Linked DNA regions of Mus musculus: region 2 is linked to region 1. The links are chromatin contacts, called in public HiChIP or PLAC-seq maps. All regions are on one chromosome and are shown on one strand. The core of a region is the stretch at or near the end of the contact, and the rest is flanking DNA. Distances in the headings are between cores, read along the strand shown.

Evidence for each region. HiChIP or PLAC-seq counts read pairs in DNA pulled down with a chosen protein or histone mark.
Region 2: a contact with region 1 is called in an H3K4me3 HiChIP or PLAC-seq map of embryonic basal ganglia, with 5 times the contacts expected there. The contact joins the enhancer-like site here to the promoter of Pimreg in region 1. A contact is called at or near these places in 6 of 39 promoter capture datasets (the C10 cell line, cranial neural crest, embryonic stem cells and 2 more), 7 of 115 datasets of contacts at active chromatin or transcription factors (embryonic basal ganglia, embryonic forebrain, embryonic hindbrain and 4 more) and 1 of 9 other capture datasets (embryonic stem cells).

What each region holds. Positions count from the first base shown.
Region 1 is chr11:72,041,094-72,044,094 of GRCm38.p6, reverse strand. It overlaps Pimreg (PICALM interacting mitotic regulator), which reads right to left and starts at 1,593. Exons shown (of 6, transcript NM_144526.3): 1 at 1,561-1,593; 2 at 758-1,078. The coding sequence starts at 1,045. It also overlaps a transcript of Aipl1 not described here.
Region 2 is chr11:71,413,954-71,417,320 of GRCm38.p6, reverse strand. No RefSeq gene overlaps it. Among named protein-coding and RNA genes, the nearest start is that of Gm16013, 21 kb to the left of the region's middle. Within about 2 kb of position 1,705, at least 20 of the 459 cell types and tissues checked have an H3K27ac peak or open chromatin away from gene starts, as enhancers often do. A contact at or near this core is called in embryonic basal ganglia, where this site is marked.

The DNA of each region.
Region 1 (3,001 bases), core at 344-2,843:
GATCTCCAGAACCCACACGGTGGAGGGAGACCTTATTCCTTCTCTGACCTCCAGACAAGTACCACTGCATAAGCGCTCCTCCCATAGATAAATATTAAAACATTAAAAGAAGATATCTGCTCGAAGGCTCTTGGACACACCACACACAAACACCACCCCTCAAATCTGCCTTCTGAACCGCTCAGGAAGTTGCACCCTTTCTGCAAGCCCCGCTCCTCTGCCTTTTTCTACCAAATAGTTGACAGCTAAGGTGTAAGAGTGTGACTGGGAGACTTTAAATGGGGGTCAGCACACAGGATCACCTCTCTCACTATACTGACTGCTTAGCTTCACACTGGGGACTCTTCTCTTCAGCATCCACGCTGGACTCACTCACAGCATCCCACTGGCCCTGTGCCTACATACACCTCCCCTTTCCTGAGTGATCTTGGAAGAGTCACCTATTCTAGGAAGTCTTTATCCACTAAGCTTGAGACTGGTATCTCTTTATAGATAGCCATTTCCTGCAATTTTCTATCACAGGACATGGCAGGTCACCTTGCATGGGGAACACCAATTTCTTCCATGACTTTATTCACCTACTGATTTGTTGGGAAACTATTATGTGCCAGAATGACCGGGGTTCTGGGAAAATGGCAAGAACCTAATCAAACCCCAAGACCCCATGGAGTCTATATTCCTGGGGTCTCCCTGAGGATAGGGACAGTCAACACCAAGGACGCTTCTGTAAACAGACGGCTGGTGGTGTCATTGTTACCTGGGACATGGCACCCAAGGCGCTTTTGGCTGAGCGAGCTGCAGCCTGAAGACCTTGCTGCTCTGGCTCTGGACTTTCCAGGCGTTTCCAGGAGGGGCCGTTACCGAGGTTCAGGCTGACCGCTCTCAGAGGCAGCCTCCTTTGGAATTGTCTGCACAGGGAGCCCAAGGGACCGGTCTCCGGATGACCCCCAGCAGACCGGGTCACCTCCTTCTTCTCTAGCTGTTCCTCCTTTAGGAGTGATCGTCTGCGCACAGAGGTCCTCATGCCCTGCCACTGAGACGCCATGTGCTTGGTCCAGTTTCCGCTGCCCGCTAGATCCTGGGGAGGTCAAAAGGTCATCAAAGTACTCCCTGACCCCATTCCAAGGCTCCAGGGACCTTGGGAACTGGGAAAGAGATGAAGTGGAACCTCGCGGGGTAGGCCTGTTGGGCAATTGTGGATGCCAGAAAGATGACCAATGGCATCATGGTCAGCAGCTGCCTCCGTTGCAAGGCGGCAATTTGTCCGTCTTTCCATCCTAGCCTATTCCCCATAGGCTAAGTGGAGTGGCACACAGGTCACGGAGCCTCGGCGCTTACGCAGGGCACCAGCAGTATGCTGTTTTCACAAATTTTCCTCTCCGGAGCAGATTTAGCAATCCAGCCAAGGCCTCGGATCCGATGGGGCGTTTGCAACTCCTAGACATTCCCTTTGTCTTGTGGGTCCTATCCAGAGCTCCTGACCCGTTCCCCATTCAGAGCTCCCCGTGAGACCGTCCCCCACCCCCCTCCTTAAGCCCCTCGGTAACCCCGCATGCTCACCTCCCTGCTCGATACCCGGACCCGAAGATCAACACCCTCTCCTAGCCCACCGCAGCCGATTTGAAACTCCGCGCGGCCCCGCCCCGCCCCGGCGCTTGCAGCCCATTGGCCCTATCAGCCATCCACCACCGCCGCCCCGGATTTCGATTGGTCTTTTTCTCTCGTGACTGTAAATCCTGCTTTGGGATTGGCCTGGCCACGCCCATACATCGTTCGTAGACCCCCCACCTGGCTCGCCGCAGAGGGGTCCAGGTCGCCACCGGATCACTGTTACCGACCAGCCCGCCTCCCTACATCCCGGCTGCTTGGTCCCAGGCGACCGCGCCTAGTCCATCGTTCTCCCAAGCTCTCTTCTTCAAGCATGCAGGTCAGGGTGCAGGATGCTGCGGGGGTTCAGGTCACCGCCACCCAGGGCACGCGCCCCTTTCAGTCCTTCACCCCGCCTAACTTCTCTCCCACGATAAGTAGTTTTGTCAAAGCGATAGGCTGGGACTGCCGAGCTTTGCGATCCCTGGGAAGTTTTGTTTCAAATTCCCCGCGTAATTCTCTTCCTTCCTGCGAGATGGCCCTGCCCCTGTCTGTTCCTCAAACAAACACCCTGCTGGCGGCGCCCAAGAAAGCACATCTCAGAGGAGGGGACAGACTGTAGATCACCCTCTCCACAGTTAGGTCAGTTCCTCTGCCGGGTCTTGCTCTACGCATCTTTCAATCTTTCTTTCCTGTAGTCTGCCAGCAAGCTAAAAAAACAAAACAAGAAACAAAGACGACGACGACAAACAACAGCAACCCAGGCTGGGTCACTTTCTCCCATGCTTTCATTTTTATGGTTTTGACTTTTTTTAAAAAAAATATTTTTATTTTTAATTATATGTCTCTGTGCATGTAAATGCCTGTGGGGTGGCGTGGTGGCGACACAGAAGAGGAAGTCAGACCCTCTGGAGCTGGAGTTAGAGGTGGTTGGTTCTAACTGGCCACACTCAGCCTCCCCAAGATTGAAATCAAGGGGCCTGGCGTGCCACCACAATGGGGCCTTCTTATCGGTCCTCAAAAAAGAATTTCTCTTCTCCCTCCTCTCTCCTTTCCTCAGCCTGGAGTGAGACTCCTAGAGACTCTTCAGGCCTCTTCCTGGTGTCAGGATTGTCTGACCCTCTCCTGACCTCAGTGTTTACCTCCCAACCCCCTATAATAATAATGGTTGATTTGTGTGTAGCACTTGCAAACACTCCCTTTCTATCAGCAAGCCCAGTTTATCCCCAGTGCTCTGCAGCTCTGTGAGGTAGCTGGGGTGTGGAGAGACTGGCCGTACACTTCACTCACTAACTGTAGCAGGGTGAAGGACCCAAAGGCCATGCATGCAGGGACGTTGTCTGTGTGACCAGGGTTGACCCCCTCACTGTTGCTCCTCAGACCCCACCCTTTTCCAGCTGGGGTCTCTCCCTTG
Region 2 (3,367 bases), core at 456-2,955, 630 kb after region 1:
TCTTGCTTTTTGCATCGATTCCTGGCTCTGCGTCATTCACTCAGGGAGTCCCTGGTAAGCCAAGGCTCCCCAGAGGCTTACAATGGGATACCACTTTTATGAAAGAACAAAGGTTTTAGAGTGGGTGGGAGCTTACTAGCATGGGAGTTACTTGCCTGCAGAGACAATTTCAGAGTTTTGGTTTCTTTGAAAAACACAAAAAATAGTATAAGAATGTGTTTTATTTCAGTCCCAGATGTGGGATATGGGGCTGCTTCAGACTGTCCTCAGCAGCTGACTGTGATTTGTCTTGTGCTCTAGCAGGGATGTCATTTTGCCAGCTGCAGATAGTTTCTGTGATTGTTTGATGTTTGTAATTCTGGGGAATTTTCAGAGGGTATATAAACACTAGGGCCCTGAGAGGCAGGATGGGAGGTTGTTGGGTTTGGTTGTTGTCACTGGTCATTGTTGATTGCAGTTTGTTAGTAGTCATGCACAAAGAAGAAATAAGAAGAAATTAGATATCCTAATGGTGACGATCAAATTTGCCCCAAGGAACTTGACACCCCTAAATGGGCAGGAAGTTGTCTAAGAATGATATCACCCCATTTCAACCCCTGACTTTAATCTGAGTTCTTTTATCTAGTGTTAGGGAGTTGGAAAAGGGTGAAGAAGGGTGGAAGAAAGAAGGACCCACAAATTAGCAAAGAACTACAGTTCCCTATTGAACAATGTAAATGAAAAACTCTCTTAGCCTCTTATGCCTCCCTTTCACCTTCAGCCATGAGACAAAGCAGCAAAAAAAGCCCTTGCTGAATCTTAGCCCCTTGACACTCGATTTCCTATTCTCCAGAACTACAAGTTTCTTTTCTTTATAAGTTACCCAGTCTCTGGTAATAGCTTTGTGATAACAGAACAAAATAGACTATGGACCATCTATGCTTCTAAACATTTTTAATGTCTCAGATACTCTAAGATATCTCAGATACCCTTTGCAGCTCTCCACTGTTTTCTTCCAAGGCCTCATCAAATCACCTTCAGCAGTCCATGCATAACGTGGGCTTTCACTAGCATGTATCCCACCACTCTCCAGCCTCTGCAGGGTATCCTGTTTGAGGGTCAATTGTATACTTTTAGAAATTTGTACAGAACTACCCACCTTTTTGGTACCAATATCCTGTCTTAATGCTACAAAATAAATTTAAGTCCCTGGGAAAGCAAAGTCTATGATAGTTCTTACTGATCCCAGGATCCCTTGCACCTCATAGAGCCAAGCACATAACAAGCCACTGTGATCAAATAAATGTTGTGCTCTCCAGGCCTGTGTCCTCACCTGCCCACAGAATGGCTCATTCTGTACTGATATTACCCATTGATTCTTGACTCGAGAAAATTGAGGTAGTGTTCACCATGCTAACAAAGTATCTTGAGGACACAGCTCAGGGTGGAAGCACAGACGACCCAGATTAAGTGTAAATTAAGTCATCTCCCCATACCTAGATTCTCATCCGCAAAATGGAGCTATAAGACACTCCCTCCCCATAAAGTTCTTTCTGGATGTTAAATGAAAGCTTAACTCAGTGCCTTTACAAAGTAGCCACTTATTTGATTCTAGCTGCTGTTATTAGAATGGTAATCGTTGGTGATAGGTTCTTAGAACAGATTAGCATCCCTGTGGGTGGTAAAGGGCATCAGCCCTCTGTCGATGCTCCTGCAAAAGGGTGAGGTTCATTCCTTCCCTTTATGCAAAAGGACAAAGGCATGCCTCACTTGGGCTCCAGCAAAGAGCTCTCCCCACTACCACTGGATGGGGAAAATGGATTCATTTTCATTCATCTTCCAGGGCCTCTTTCAGCTGACACTAGTAACAGAGCTTCAAGCATTTGATATTGGCTTGTCCTGATTCATTACTTTGGTCTCTTCCTGTATACCCACACCTCCAGTGGCTGAGCTACAGAGCTGGGCTCCAGATGGTCCCCATCAGAACTCCAAGGCTCCCCAGGCTAGTGGAAAGTACTTGAGTTGCTTCTTGGTGACTTCAGGTCTTGCAAAGTTATTTCCTCCTCTAATTTGCCCTCTCATTCCCCAACAATGCCAGCCCTGCAATGTCACATAGAAATGGCCACCAGGGAATGACTTTTAAAGCAGCAAATTGCATCAAATGCAGGACTGTGTGAGTCCCATCTTCATCGAGGAATTTCCCTGTTTGGTTTGGCCATCCAGTGGAGCATTAGACAGCAGTTTAATCATTATTACCAGTGCTGCACTGTGACTCTCAGGAGAAGCACTAAACTGGAATGAAAAGGAACTGACATAATTAGTCTGACACAGTTCAATAGGGAACTATTACACCAAAGGTAATGAGCTCCAGTGATATGTTAATGTTATTGTAAGAAATTATGCCAGCGCAACAAAGTGGCTTTGGGTTGGGGGTGGGGGAAGGGACAATCTGGGAATTTTCCCAGGCAGTAGACTAATGAAGGGAAAGAATTCAAGAAGGCTTGTAAAAAACCTTTTCTCCCAGGTATCTGTGGTCACTTGGGGCTGAGGACCTGTTACCCAGGGTACAGGGACACGGCTGAGGCTATGTAGGCAATGTGGTCACTGTCGATACAGAGAAGTGACTGGATATTTGTTCAACTAGGAAAATAAAAGGATCAAGAGAATCGCTCTGAGCACTAGAAATCAATGCAGAGATATTGTGAGAGCAGTTCCTTGTGTAGTTCCTCAGCACCACACAGTGTAGGGATTGGTATTTGGCTGCTTTTGAGAAGCAGAAGGACACACTTACAAAGCAGGGACTCGGATACCCGATAACCGTAACTCTTATCAAGGAACGTAAACCTTAAAGCCTCAGCTTCCTCATTTCTTAAGTGGGTACATCAGTGCCTACCTTCAAAGCTGAAGTTAAACCCCGATGCTGCCACTAGAAATAACAGGAGTACAATGAAAGAGGACTAACACAATGCTGGCCTTTTGTCCTTGCGCCTGGACAAGCTCTGAAGATGCTGCCAGGTACCAGAACCTTCTGATATCAGCATCTAACCTCACAAGAAATGCTGTCTGTCTTGAATGAATAGAGAGTTTTTCTTGCTATTATTTCTCAAATAATATAGTATTAACAACTATTTACACAGTATTTATACTGCATTTTACATTTAAGCAATCTGGAGATCATTTAAAATACACATAAAGATGTCCAGGGGTTTTATGTAAACACTATCCCATTTTATGTAAGAGTCTTGTGCATCTGTGGGCATCTGGAATCTGGGAGGGAGGCCCTGGAAGCCACTTACTGCTCCAGAATATACACTGTCCATGATTAATCACTCTTGTACTCATTTCCATTCCATTGCCCCATTCTCTCAAAGCAATCTCGGTGAGCTAT